Regions from separate parts of the Anas platyrhynchos genome. Here region 1 is linked to region 2. Evidence: chromatin contacts called from public Hi-C data. All regions are on one chromosome and are shown on one strand. The core of a region is the stretch at or near the end of the contact, and the rest is flanking DNA. Distances in the headings are between cores, read along the strand shown. Region 1 overlaps SBF2 (SET binding factor 2). Region 2 overlaps ZNF143 (zinc finger protein 143).

Region 1 (7,502 bases), core at 3,987-6,486, 180 kb after region 2:
CTAGATACATCTTTTTATTTATCTTAGCATAAAAACTACATAAATATTTTTTTGCTCCAATGGTGCATCATACAAAAATAACTATTTTCTATTTTACCTAAACAAGGAAGAGTTTAGTGCTATGGATATCTCCCATTTTTCCTATATTTTCATATTTGTCCTAGTAAGAAAGAAGTTACAAAACATTTACAATTATGAAGTGCACTAAGAGAAACAAAGTAAAGGGGTTTTAGAAATAATTTTCTTGGGGAACACAGAAGATTGGTATTTAACAACGTTAAATGCTATAACTGACTTAGATAACACGAGTGTGCATTTCTTGATTTTTTTCCTAAATGAATTTTTCTTTCATGAAAGCAGGTATATTGGTGATCAGAATTTGCAAAATATCTTCCTGAATGTGTAAAAAACCTAAAGATTATAGGAGCTCATACCAGCGTCTTTAACCTGACGAGGGAGAGGAAGATATATTTTACTATCTCAAGTTCAAAATGCATTTTTTTCATTTGATTTTGAAAATAAGAGGAGTAAATCCTCTGTTTTATTGTTCTTGAGATATGACTGCTTGTAAAAAGCACTTTTTACAGGCGGTCTCCCATTCCATTGAACATACCACTATGATCACCTATAGTATGGTAAGATTCTAAACTCTCCAAAAATAAAAATTAGGAGGAAATGTAGGGAAGAAAAGTTCCAGGTGTTCATTAGCAACAGCTTATAACTAGAGTACTGTTCCCAATTCTGAAAATCAATAAAAGTTATGTGTGAACCAGTTCAAGAGGACCGAGAGAAGAGCGATGAAGATAATCAGAACTCTGTCAAGACTAATGCATAGGAGTGAAAAGAACTACAGATATTTATCATCCAGAAGAGAACAGAGAAAGGAAATATTACAATAGCCCATAAGTACATTAAACAGTGCAATCCAAAGGAAGGCAGTCATCTCTTCTACATGTACATAGTAACAGAATAAGAAATGAAGGATTTAAATTGTGGCAAGTAAATGTTTAGCCCTGAGCATCACAAAGTTGTTTGTTATTCTCTGGTGTTAAGGAGTAAGTTAAGAGGTTGAAGTATTAACTTTAACCAGCCTTAATAACTTAACTTTAATACAAATTGTCCAGAATTGTGAAAAAATCATATTTGAAAGCTAAGAAAAAGTTAGATAAACGCATATAAGGATCATAATAAGTATGTTGATCCTGCTTTCCAGCAAAGAGATGGAGATCATCGAAGCTCCTTCCAACACTATCTTTAATGGTTCTTTCTGTAAGACAATGTATCACCTGCTGCAGATAGTGCCCATTTGCTCCCACTTACTTCATTGTTGTTATAGCTACATAGCTTCCTATACTTCAGTTTCTGAGACTTGCAAACAAACAGTAATTCACAGCAAGCAATATGAAACAAATTTCAGTGATTAAACGGCAATTTTTCTACAGCTATTTGTACTCTGAAGCAAGGACTGCTACAGTTGTCAGCTGAGGTGTCAGTGCTGTTGTCAGCTGAGGTGTCAGTGCAGTGTGAACAGAAAAGCAAGCTGTCAGACTCTAATCACCTCACACATACCCAGTCACAACATCTGGAAAGCAGCAGGTAGGAAGCCTCACAATTTATATTTTTCTAAATTTGTCAGGGGAGGAAAAAAAGTGACTGCCATTAATCTTTATGTAACTCCTGTACTCAAGAATGTAGTTGTTTTGTACATATGCAATGAAACAACTCTTACAATTTCTTCATTGCAAAGAGAAGTGTGAATACACAGGCTTAATTATGTTTGGTCTCTCTGAGTGAAGGACAAAAAATCACACCCAGAACAGGCACTGACTGCACAGATCCTTTTGACCTGAAGATTCTGCAACATTAGAACACATACTAACTCAGCACTTAAGGAAATTCAGTTAAGAATGTATATTTTCAGCAGTATACGGACATTCCATATTTCATAACCTTTTCTTGGTGCATTTTTTCCCACCATATTTATCTGGAATGGAAAAAGAGAAATTTTTTTTTTTCTTTCCTGGAATGCTTTCTTTTTTTTTTTTCTTTTTTTTGAGAGAACAGATCAAGTGCGTTCTCATACTCTGACTTCAGAAAATTTGTATTTATCTGCATGTAAGTCACTTAAGTCACCTCACTGACTAAATATTCAAAAGATAAATTTGGCTTGTTTGATGTTTTGAAGAAATTATTAGTGTGTCATAAACACTTCATTATCGGAAATGCCTTTTTTTAATTAATTAAAAAAAAAAACAAACAAAAAAAAACCCACAAAGAATGGTATGACAAAACAATACCTGTTTATGTACAGGAGAATCTGGTTCCCTCTAGTGGTTTATTATAAATTAGCACTGGTCCAGATAAGGGTATACTGACAGCAGCACATGGTAGGAAAAGAAGTGTTTGGAAGAAAGTCAAACTCCACACGAGCACATGAACTATACAAAGAGTCCAAATCACCTTCTACCTTCTGTCTCCAAACCCTTTCAACAGAAGTTTGGAAAAACGGTATTTGCAGTAATTTGCAGACTTCTGCTGCCTTCAGATATAATTTGTAATTTTCACAAATACAAAATTTGCCTACAGTATTGTCTATTTCTTGAATCTCACTAAATTCTGCTTTCTCAGTATAGACTAATTGCTGATGTCAGGCTTTCTAAAGATATTATATGAAGATAGCATGATAATTAATACAAATAATAAATTTATTATACTTTACTACTTTTGCCCTGTATGTCTGGTCATCACAAACAAAAACACTTTAAGAATGTATGTTTTTGCAACCTTTCTTTCTCCTGTCTAGGAAGACTTCACAATTTCTTCTTCTAGGTAAGACATATCAACAAAAATGGATAATACTTTATTATTACCAGAGACATCATCATCTTCATTCCAGCCTGGACGATTCCCTCTTTCTTCCACTATTGTGCCCGTCTTCTTCTTTAATAAATACTGGCGACCAATTGTCATCTTCCCAGCACGTTTTGCTCCTTTCACAATACTTTTTGAGAAGGTACTATAAATTCATAGCAATAAAAATATTTCAAAAGATGGATATAATTCTCCACAATAGCACCTACAGATTTTTAGGATAAATGTGCTTACCCATATAAAAAACATTTTGTATTTTCTCATTTAACAACAAAATCATAACCACCAGAAATATGACTTCCTATATTAATTTTTTAATGCCAATTTTATTACTTCGAGAGTAATTTCACCTATTATATATATAACATAATGAATAAGCAGTCATAATATTTCTTTAGGCATTTGTACTTTGCTAGCAATGTAACAAATCTATGAAGTTGGCAGAATGAAGGCAGGAAAGGCAGATATTAACCTTAAAAGTTTTAAGATTCCATGACTACCTTGGAATTCTACTTCCCCATGTCAACAATGCAATAATCAAGAAAGAATCACTGAAACTACCACTCTGGAATTGCATAAGAATCCATCTAGTCTAGTAAAAACTAATGTGCAACACAGAATTCAGAAGAGGACCCTAAACTGAAAATCTCAATTAAAGTACACAAGGACAACTGAACAGACTATACTAAAGAGTAAAATGAATTCTAGCCCACATTAAGTTACTAACCTAAAATGTAATACACAAGAAATCTGTTTCTATGTTGGCATAGTTTGCATAGCTGAAAATGTTATTTATATTGTGCGTGTTTCAAAATGTAATGAGATACTTGTTTAAATTTACTGCAGCAAGAAGTTTGGATAAACAGTATGTTCTTATATACACATTTATTTCATATCAATCTACCTAGTTTTCAGTAAAGATAAAAATAGAGAGAATAGCAATCAGTTATTTTGGTTTTCTTGAGAACTGATTAAATGATCTGGAGATCTGAAAATACGTCTGACTGATGTATTTGACTAGTAGTAAACAAAAAGAGTGACAGAAGAAGGAGAATGACTATACCGGAATGAAGTGTTCTTTTCTTTTTGCTTTGGTAAAATTATCTGTGGTGCTGTTTGCCCAGCTGCAAATGCAAAAGTGCTGAAGATAGATTGAGGATAGCGGAACTTCATTAGCTGTTTCTTAAATATTTCCACCACTTCAGGACTTACTTCTTCATCAAATGCTACTTTAATTAGCTGCATATAAAGACAGGACATGTTAGAAACTAAAAAAAAAATAACTATGATAAAATAAATTAAAAGATCCTAATATATATTAACAAAACCCACATACTTAGGCAGTACTATGCCCATCAGAAAATACAAATACATGTACGCATATCCTATTGATTTTGAGGGATATCATACAGCTCATTCTTTTTTTGTTGTTGTTGTTATTTACTTTTTGCATTTATGTTGTAACACTAAGGTATTTTCACTATGAAGCATCTGGAATTCTCATAATACCAAACACAGAAATATTTTAAGTGGTTGTGCTGGCGCTATGATGTCTACAACAGTTAAAGTGCTAGTCACATGGGATAGCTCAGGTTGGAAATATTCTGTCAGCTCTACTATATATCAGAAAGTAAAGTTGGCAATGTACTCTCATCAAATCAACAAATTCAGCATTCATATGTCACAAGCATTAAACTTCCATTATTTAGTGATCCTAATTTTTACCTCACCTTCCAAAGTCTAGAAAACTGCTAATAATAAAGCGTAATAGTGAAATCTGATCTTTGGAAAGGAACTAACCTCCTGCTATTCAACACTAATCCATTCATCCTGTTAGAAATGTTTTTTAAAAACTTCTCATTTATTTATTATTTAATTTTTATTATTTAATTTTTCTTATTTTTCTTTAAATCACACTCCATCATTCTCAGCCAAAATGACATTCAAATCTTCAGGGAAAAAGAATTTAAAAAAATAAGGCAGCGATAAAATAGGGATTCCATAAAAGGGCTCAAAAGAACTTTAAGAATGTGAAAAAAGCAAACAAAGAAATATCCTTGAGCTTTATCTTTGATTGCATAGCTACACATGCTTTGAAGTTTGCTTGTCATCTTGAAGGTGGATTTCATTATTTTTTTTTTCACTTGTTTTGTAATTACTTTCCAAAATATTAATAACTGTTGTTCTATGATCTCTTTGAAATAATTTTTAAAAGCTATACTGATACAAAGTTTTGAAGATATTAAATAGCATGACTACAGCCAAAACATTCTGAACATCCTAATTAATAAACACAGATGGGGGATGGGGCACTGCTATCTTGTACTGTATCAAATGCTAGCTGTTACAAAGGGAACAGAAAGAAAACTGTTTTCATTTTCATAACCTAACACAGCACTATGCTAAACAAAAGCAGATATGATGTTTGACCAGAATCCAGCACTAAAAACATTGAGCTACGTCTGCATTTAGCACATCAGTGAAGTATGCTAATTATCCTGGTAAAATATTTCTGGAAAAAAAAGTTTTCATCAAGTCCTCTCGGAAAGTCCACAGGAACAACTTTGTTGTTGTTGTTTTCCTTATTTGTATTCTTAATCTTGTCCTTTTGACTGGGATATTTAAGGATGATCAGTTAAATAACGTCCGCTTTGTAAGCAACTACTAAAATGTTGATAATCTATTTTATTTTCAGATGTTAAAGAGTTATTGTTCTCAGTGAAAGTTTGTTTCTGCAGTCAGCCACCCCAACAGAGTATTTCTTGACTTAAGCACTGAAGTCTACTTTCAGTCTGTGATATAAATTCTTTGCCTTCAACTTCCCATCTCCTAGGATTTAACCACAGATTAGATTACCACCAATAAGGAACATTTGGAAGCTTCAGAGAAGTAATGATTCCCAATTCTTTGAAGTCCCATCTCTGTCAACTGCCCTGCACTAAATGCCTCTGCTGAACACAACGAAATAGCCTTTTACTGAATCCAAAATAGAAAGGTGAGAAAAGCAGAGAATGAAACATGAAAACCATAATGCTGTATCAACTGGGCCAAAAAAAGTGAGAGTTTCTGCAAAAGGAGTCCATATTCTGTATTGACCTTGACATGGCAGGAAACTGAACTCTTCCTAGGTATCAGGACAAACTGCTGCTCAAAAATAATCTGAGCATTCTGTGTTACATAAGTTTTACAAAATTTCCTTTTACCTGAAAGGTAGCTGAAGTGATCTGCATTCCTTCTTGCATACTCTGCTGCAACTGGTTTTGTATAGTGATCTTCTTCTCCTTCGTAACAGATGCAATAGGAAAGCTCCGGATCACCACCTGCTCTCCCACTGAGGACCACAGAATGTTGTTTATAGATACTTGTTAGATTACAGAATCAGTTTTGTTTTGGTCACACTGTACTTTGAACAGTTAGGAATGGCCAAGTACAAAGCAATAGGAAAAATAGCAGTACAGAATTAATTTCAGGCGAAAGACCTTACAAGTTGAGAATTCAAGTATTATCCATAATCTGATTTTTTTTTTTCTGCTTAATTTGTCATAGATGGAAAAATATCCTCCTTCTCAGTCTTCCTACATATTGGAAATGTACCCCTACAATCTATGTTGGAAAGGGGTGAAGAAACAGTTTCAAACTTACTCCATTTTTGTATTGCATTATGCACCTTATAAAGAACGAATGTTGCATCCTAATTTCTTTACATGTGACTATGAACTTTCCAAAATAAACTTGTACTTCTGAAAGACAATTTAATTTAATGGCAAGTGTCAAAATATAAAAATCTATCATTCAGAAGAGCAATTTCCATTACATATTAAAAGCAATAGTTAATTTATTAATACTAATCGAAAGGAAAATACTAACTTATGAATGTTTTTCATTTTACACAATTCCAGTGTCTGAAAAAAATGGTTTATTGGAAAGCTAGGAGTAGTGGAAACCACACATATATATGAACATCAGTATAGGAAAATATGTAAGAGTATAGTATATATGTTGCCTCATTTGAAGAAATCCAGTTAAGTTAAATACAAAATAAAGAGCAATCATTGTCAAAGCTAGTGATGAAAACCTATAATAAAAGATCATTCCAATGTGATCAATGTGAAAAATTATACTTAGAGGTATATCCGTTTTGATGCTGATGCTTGGATAGGCCAACTCAAAATCTTGCCTATCTGAAGTACTACAGTTATTGTTTAGTTTTTCTTACCCAGCTGATCATGAGGAGTGCCTTTGAATATAATTCGGTAGGTGGTAAGGAACAAAGCTCCTTCAGCAGGGAGGATGTGAGGACCTCCAAGCAGTCCTCCTGTAGCTTCCTCTCTGCCATCAGGATCCAGTAGCACACGGAGTCCTTCACAAACAAATTCTTCTCCTGGCAGTAAAGCTGGTCGTAGAATTTTGGGCTGATGCAAACAAATTAGCGTAAGTGTAATAGGGATACCAGTGTTATAGCTCAGCCTAGTTAAATTTGGCATAAAAAGATTCAAAACAAAATTGTTATGAGACTGATTCCACAGAAAGGAGATGGTGTTTGGACTCAACTAAGAGAAATGGGTCTCAAAAAGCAGAGGGTATGCAACAGCTTGTTTATGATCAGAAGTCTGGCTCTTCTAGTTTTGTAA
Region 2 (7,217 bases), core at 577-3,076:
GAGAGCATACAGCTTCCTCAGAAGACAGGATTTGTCCACATTATAATCATTACAGTTTATCCCTCTGAAGGGAGTAAGAAGTATACTTTATTAATAAATGAAGAAAGAAAAAAAATATAAACTGTATCTAGAGGTCTGTTGTTCTGTACGGTAGAATGAAGAGCTTGTACAGAGTGAAAGTGATGGTTGCGCTCTTTAAAACCATCAGAAATGGTTTCTAATTTTGTATTTATACTGTTGTAACGTCTTTTCCTATCTTCAGGGTATGGGTTAAAAAGTCATGTCAGAACACACACTGGTGAAAAGCCGTATCGGTGCACAGAAGAAAATTGCACCAAATCATTCAAGACTTCAGGAGACCTGCAAAAACACATCCGAACTCACACAGGTACTATTGTCACTTTTTTTTTCTGGTTAATTCACGTATGTGGATTTTTTTCTCTGATTGCTCTGTTACTTTATACTTATGAACTGAGCCTGTGTATGTTCTTTCTGAAGCCCAGTGAGCTCAAAAGCGTTTCAGCATGGTTAACAATTTACTTCAAATCCAGCATGCTTTTATTGTAAGTGTGCTGAAGCATTCACACTACCATTGCAAACGCACCAACATTTCGCAGTGTCACTTACGTTGTCACTTGGTGCCTCTATGGTTTCATTTGCAGCTATAAAAGAACAAGGATCTTCACCTCACTAATCCAGTTTACCTTTTAGAAACGGCATCAGTGTTTTTACATTTCGGTGCTTTAAGATAAATTGCTTGTGGGGTTCATGAAGATTGATAGTTCTCAGATTATTGCTATCTCCATTTCCCTTCTTGCAGCAGAAAAATGAACAAACATATGCTACAAAAAAACAAATGTTAATAAATATTCCAAACGTGTAAAAATACAACCATGTCCTTTGTGCAAATTGATGGAGTTGTGTGTGCTCATACTCCATGCAACAGTGCACCCAGTGGAGGCAAGCAAGTCCAGGGACACTGCCCACTCTTGCATGGCTTTGAAACTTTATCTCACAGACCAGCGTTAGTGCTTCCTTCATTTTCTGCCTATTTCAGCCCAAAGTGATTTCAGTGGCAGGCCAGTCTCACTTCCTGCTGCCATCATGTGCTTTGCCTCAGCTTCCTGAGCCCCTGGATCACGGATTCTGGTGTCAGAAAAGCTGGTGGCACCAGGCGCTGCTCGGCTTCCTCCTGGCTCCTGTGGGGCAGAGCTTGAAAGCGCTGTGACCTGCTTTGCATTGCTGGTGCTGGAAATCTCCATCACCTGGAGACAGGTCACTTTTCTAGCAACTCCATTAGAAACATAAAGGCTGGCCTGGCAAACCAGTCGGATGGCATTCCTGCAGGCCTTCTCGGAGAACAGTCATTGTTTTGGTTTGTAATGGAGGGTCTGTCGTTGGGCGGGGTGACTGCGGCCCTGCGCCTTTCAGGCTGTAACTTGAGGTGCTGTGGTGCAGGAAGGATTAGGGGAGCCATGGTAACACAACATTGAGGCGTGTACACTCACATACGCTCTGCCTTTTGGCAGAAAAATGAAAAACCTTCCCGAAACAGCTGCCTTAAGGAGTGAATTACGGTTTCCTCTGCCAAGGAGCTAACTGCTTTGGAGTTTCATGGTATTAACGGCTGTATCAGGACTTCACTTTTTATTTCTGCCTTTACCACTACAGATACAACTTTAAATACTTAATCTGCCCTCTCTTGCTCTCAGATTGCTCTTCGGTAAACAGTACAGTGAGTGTAATGTGCTTAGCTCTAAGCAGTGTGAAATGACCACAGAACAGCGTGTCAGGTGTCTTGCACTTCTCCCAAGTCAGCCCCGCTTTGCTCTGCCCCCCAGCAACTCTATGTGCTTTGGTAGATCTGAAGGGTCAGGGAGATTAGGTAGGGACTGATCTTATCTGCCGTTCATGGTGAAGGTTTTGGTGGAATTCAGTGAGTTACCGTGTTTAAATTCATAATAGTCTTACTAACAACAACAAAAAATCTGTATTTGTGATTGCTTTGGTTTTGGGGTTTGAAACTTGAGTTTCAAGGCTGTCTCTCTTTACAAAGTTGGCTCTGCTCTTTTAGGTTAAATGCTTTCTGTGGTGAGTTTTACTAATCCATCTGGATCTTGGTTATATACTAAATCATGAAGGTATTTTTTCATCTTGTTCATTACAATTGAGAAATACACAAATAGTATAATACATTTGTATTGAATAATGTATGTAAGAATTCGTATGGGGGTTAAATACATGTTAGAATATGGCACAGTATGGAAGCTAGTCAGCAACTGAGTCTGTTTTGTACATCATAAAGTACTAACCTAAATACTTCATAATTTAGATCACAGACTACAGTTTTCTGAAATTATGCCAGATATTGCTAAAGAGCACTCCACATTCACATGCTCATGGTTATTTTTGACTGAGGCTCTTAATTAGATAGCTTTGCATTCCAACATTTAGGGTAACTTAATGATTTTTGTATTCTTTCATATTTTCTCCATCTGTACCTTTTCTTATTATTTTTTTTTTTTTTTAGGTGAAAGGCCCTTTAAATGTCCTTTCGAAGGATGTGGCAGGTCATTCACAACATCTAATATTAGAAAGGTTCACATCAGGACACATACAGGCGAAAGACCTTATTACTGTACAGAACCAGGATGTGGGAGAGCTTTTGCCAGTGCAACTAATTATAAGAATCACGTGAGAATACACACAGGTATATGAATGGTGTTTCTGTGTTTTGAAGGAAACCTGCTTGGGAGGGCCTGTGTCATTCTTTTTTTTTTTTTTTTTTTTTTTCACACTGTTTTGGTGCACTCTAATTTGGTATAGTCATGTTTATGTGACCTGAGCTGGTACTTTTGTTTGGGCCTTATCTCCGCTCAGCTGTGGAGAGGTAAGCAGTTAATTTTCCCTCCTTGCTGTCAAGGTATAAAAAATTTCATTTGGCTCCAAAGCTCTTTGAAATGAATGTGAAACTTTGCCTTCAGTGGACACCAGGTTAGATACTTAATATAGTTCTAGGGTTTGCCAGTGTTGTGAGATGTATATTAAGTAACAGCAAAGCATAAGCCTGAGGTTGACTTTGGCTCACCTTTGTGAGTCACCCTTTCATCTCAGTTGTATTTTCCTTGCTCCAGGAATGGTGATCAAATCCTTATTTTCATAGACCAGAGTTGAAAATACTTAGCCACCTTGATTGGCAGGGTTAGTCAGAAGAAATAATCTGCACAAATTAGAAGGCTTTAAAATGTAAGAGCTATTAATGACTCTTACTATGTATATAATATCATCTTGGTAGCATTATATACAGCCTTATATATTTTATAGAAATACAGGCAAATTTGATAATCTGAGATAAAAAACTCATCTCTATCTTTTTAGTTTATAATGTAATTTGGATGTTTGTTCATTGATTTTAAATTAAAGGTGCTTTTTATGTTAAACCCTGTTTGTTTAAACATATGCTTCCTGTAGATTTCTTCAGACCTTAAAGACTCAAAAGTAAAATAAATTCTACTAGTATAACAACATAGCTGATCACTGAAGAAAAGTACAGAGCTTCCACTAATACAGGAACAAAATTGTCAGTGCTGTGCCAAACTGACATTTAGATTGGTATCTTCCCAGAAGCCCATAGTGCTACGTATGTCACACAGGGATGCAGTTTCCATTTGTTTTCATCCTTAGGATCAGTTTCAAAAGATTCTGCAGATTGCATCTTTCAGACTGCATCATTCTGTCTTCATCAGAAGGACATTTTATATGGAATGATAGGGAGGAAAAAAAGGGCCTAACTTTCACTGGCAGTTAAAAAAAAAAAAAAAAAAGAAAGAAAAAAAAAGTGAGAGGCTGCATTGATAAACTAGAGCTTCGATACTGCCTTTGAAATTGAAATTTGGTTGGTAATAAAGACTTGTCAGTAAATATCTACAAATTTATTGTCAATTTTGTTTGTGCATCCTGGATAAAGTTCTCTTTACCCCTTCTGTTTTCCATACAGGGGAAAAGCCCTATGTCTGTACAGTTCCTGGTTGTGATAAACGTTTTACAGAGTATTCCAGTTTATACAAACACCATGTTGTACATACTCATTCCAAACCGTATAACTGTAACCACTGTGGGAAAACATACAAGCAGATTTCTACACTTGCTATGCACAAGCGGACAGCACATAATGACACAGAGCCAATTGAAGAAGAACAGGAGGCTTTTTTTGAGCCACCTCCAGGTTAGAGTTTCAGATTTTGAATCTCTTGTTGTAACAAATGGGTTGGATAATATTTTGCTGTTTTTTATAACCAAATGAAAACATAGATAAAAATCTGAGGATTTAATAAAGTTATTTAACTTCTTTGTAGGGCTTTTTAGCATGGTAGTCAATTTGTAAACAGAAACCAAGCGTAATTAACCAGCTTATAAACTGAGTTTTATAGCAAGCTGAGAATAAGAGAGAAAATAGAGCTGCAGCCCCAGCAAACCTGCAATAAAAAATCCCACTATGAACATGAATGTAGGAAGGAACCTGCCAGAGTGTAAAATGTTTGGTTGCAACCTAGGGGATTTTTCTGAGTGCATAAAACACTACAGTTGCTGGCAGTCTTTGGGGAGGAATAAAGGTACTGCCTTGTGAAAAGAAAGAATCTTGTCTGTGCAGCACCCTGAGACTATGCTGGTTTTGCTGCAGTTAACAGCAGTTTCTGTGAACAGACCTAGAGGCAAAGATGAAAAAAAGCTTGAGTGTTGTGGGACTCATTTAGAATGTTTTTATGATAGGAGTATTGTATCCTGTGAATATAAAAAAATAGGCTAAAGGAAGTATTTTGAGAACAGCTACAAATGCTAAATTCTGATTTTAGATGTGACTAAGATAAGAAATACAGATACAAACTGTTTTGATCAGATTAGTTGTTCTATTTTACTACAGATATTTGGGAAACTGCACTAAATGCCTCAAGCAAATTTGCAATAGTCTAATGCCATCTTTTAAGAGCATGATAAGATTCATTTGTTGAGGTTAAACATTTATTAAGATAATTAACGCTACTTAAATCTTCACACAAAGGCATCACTGTATTCTTCTGTATGTTTGTTAATGAATAACTCTTTGAAAAACTGCCGGTTGTGTTCTCATGAAGCCTCTTGTATGGAAAGGTTAATGTTTGCAGAATGAATTAGAGTTGTCACCTTTTTAATGTTTGCTTATGAACTATATAAATACTACACGTGATGAAAATACACATTTAGATGTGTTGTAACTTATTGATAGAAGACTGTACCCCGGCTTCTAAAAACAATTAATTTGAGACTTTATGACTTGCGTTTGTTGTTTTTCCTTCTTTTGTTTTTCTCATCTTTCCACTAGCATTTTTCTACTGAAGTATTTAAAAGCCTTCAAACCAGGCTGGCGTTTAACTGTTGTCATTTATATTTTCCTGCCAGTCTTCAGAGTATGTAAACTACCCTCTTGCTTTCTTTGTGTCAAATAGGTCAAGGTGAAGATGTTCTCAAAGGCTCACAGATAGCCTATGTGACAGGTGTGGAGGGAGAAGATGTAATTTCTGCACAGGTTGCTACAGTTACTCAGTCAGGTTTAGGTCAACAAGTAGCACTAATTTCCCAGGATGGAACCCAACATGTAAGTAACCTGTGTGCTAAAGAAATGACAAAAATATGTTGAGAATTAAGGTTGGTGGTTGTGTACGCTCCATGCACTTTCTCAAATCAGTTAGGATCCTTAATAAGTATGTACATGGATTTCTTATGGAAATAAATTTCTTTGGAGCTCATGTAGTATCTTTAAGGTTGAGCTTCCTCTGGAATACATAAATTACACCACATATTCTGATACCTGAAACTGTATCAATACAATTCAAAATTTTTTTTACTATCCTTGTTATCTTTGTCACTGTTAACAACTCAAATTCCATTGTGCTCACAATGTCGGCACAGGCTATTACAACAACTGTTACATCTACAGCCTAGTTTCTGGATTCACAGAATTCCCTGACTTTTCTATTAATATTTGATGATCATCTTCACTGTTGTCTTGCCTGCGCACACTTTTTAGGAAAAATAGTCGTTTTAGTCCAGCTGTCTGTTTTATGAGCCGTTTGGTAGTGTTAAATTCTTACTGTTTCTAACGTAAACAAGAGAGGATCAGAAAAAGGAATGTTTTGATGCTATCTCCACTTGAAAATTCCTGTGCATAGCTTTATTTTTTTAAGGTGTTGGTATGAAATTTCACTAAGAGGGGATTTCAACACAATTCTTTAGTTTAGCTCTATTAATATGTTGAAGGCATACAGGGAAAATTATGTTTCTGCTGAGAAGGTATCTGATATGCCAGTAGCATGTGAAAAATATTTTCTAAATTAGACTTGGAGATGAAAAATTAAAGGTGTCTGTTATATTGTCAGCCCTGAATGCTGCAGCAATACTAAGTAACTGGCATTTTTACCCTCTGACTAAAGGCCTTCAGGCCTTAAAATGGAGTTCTCGCTTTTATTAATCATTCAGCTTGACTTCAGTTCTGGGATGTTTTTATTGCCTTCTAAATCAGACATCAAATCAGTTATCTGATGCCCTATTACATTTATACAGGAGACATCAGTAATTTGTATTGTTGGGAAGTAATTCGTATTGTTGGGAATTCATATTGGTGGGAAGTATGCATCGTTTTTCTTACTACTGAGCTCGTTTTATTTCTGTAAACAGACAAGTGTGTTTGAAAGACCATGGGATGTTACATCTCCACCTGTAAGATGTATGTAGTGAGGGCTTTTCATCCCAGACTGGGACTTGTCCAAGGAGTGACACTAATTCTCAGGAAATGCATGAGCATCCCTGTCAGGAAGTTGAATAACAGCTACTAGATCTTGTGACCAGTATGTTACTTGTGAACAGGATTTAAGGTGTTTTTTCCAGTGTTACTATGAACAAGTTGCCTTTTCATTCTGAATTATTAAGACTTTCAAATTAGGAAACTGAACTTGCAGTAGTATTTCTGCTGAAGCAACGAGCAGGAATTTGTTTGACGTTACACTGTTACACTTAAAATGCATATCACGTTGTTTTTTTCAAATCTTAGAAACATTTACCTGAAAACGTGTTACGATGCTAAAAGCTAAAACTCAAGTATGACTTGAGCATCGGTTAAACTTTTTTTACTTCAGGATATGCTTTGTGTTTCAGGTCAACATCTCTCAGGCAGATATGCAGGC

What was found. A called contact is a pair of places that touch in the nucleus more often than the background predicts.
Region 1: a Hi-C map of liver shows a contact between it and region 2, with 2.3 times the contacts expected there. The contact joins two enhancer-like sites. A contact is called at or near these places in 2 of 8 Hi-C or Micro-C datasets (liver and subcutaneous adipose tissue).

Annotation. Positions count from the first base shown.
Region 1 is chr5:63,324,180-63,331,681 of IASCAAS_PekinDuck_T2T, forward strand. SBF2 (SET binding factor 2) reads right to left here. Exons shown (of 41, transcript XM_038179378.2): 21 at 7,088-7,283; 22 at 6,075-6,202; 23 at 3,935-4,110; 24 at 2,871-3,016. Among named protein-coding and RNA genes, the nearest start is that of SWAP70, 150 kb to the left of the region's middle. Within about 2 kb of position 5,237, at least 3 of the 8 cell types and tissues checked have an H3K27ac peak or open chromatin away from gene starts, as enhancers often do.
Region 2 is chr5:63,142,710-63,149,926 of IASCAAS_PekinDuck_T2T, forward strand. ZNF143 (zinc finger protein 143) reads left to right here. Exons shown (of 16, transcript XM_027461359.3): 10 at 263-388; 11 at 2,531-2,710; 12 at 3,998-4,225; 13 at 5,484-5,632; 14 at 7,189-7,217. Among named protein-coding and RNA genes, the nearest start is that of WEE1, 17 kb to the right of the region's middle. Within about 2 kb of position 1,827, at least 3 of the 8 cell types and tissues checked have an H3K27ac peak or open chromatin away from gene starts, as enhancers often do.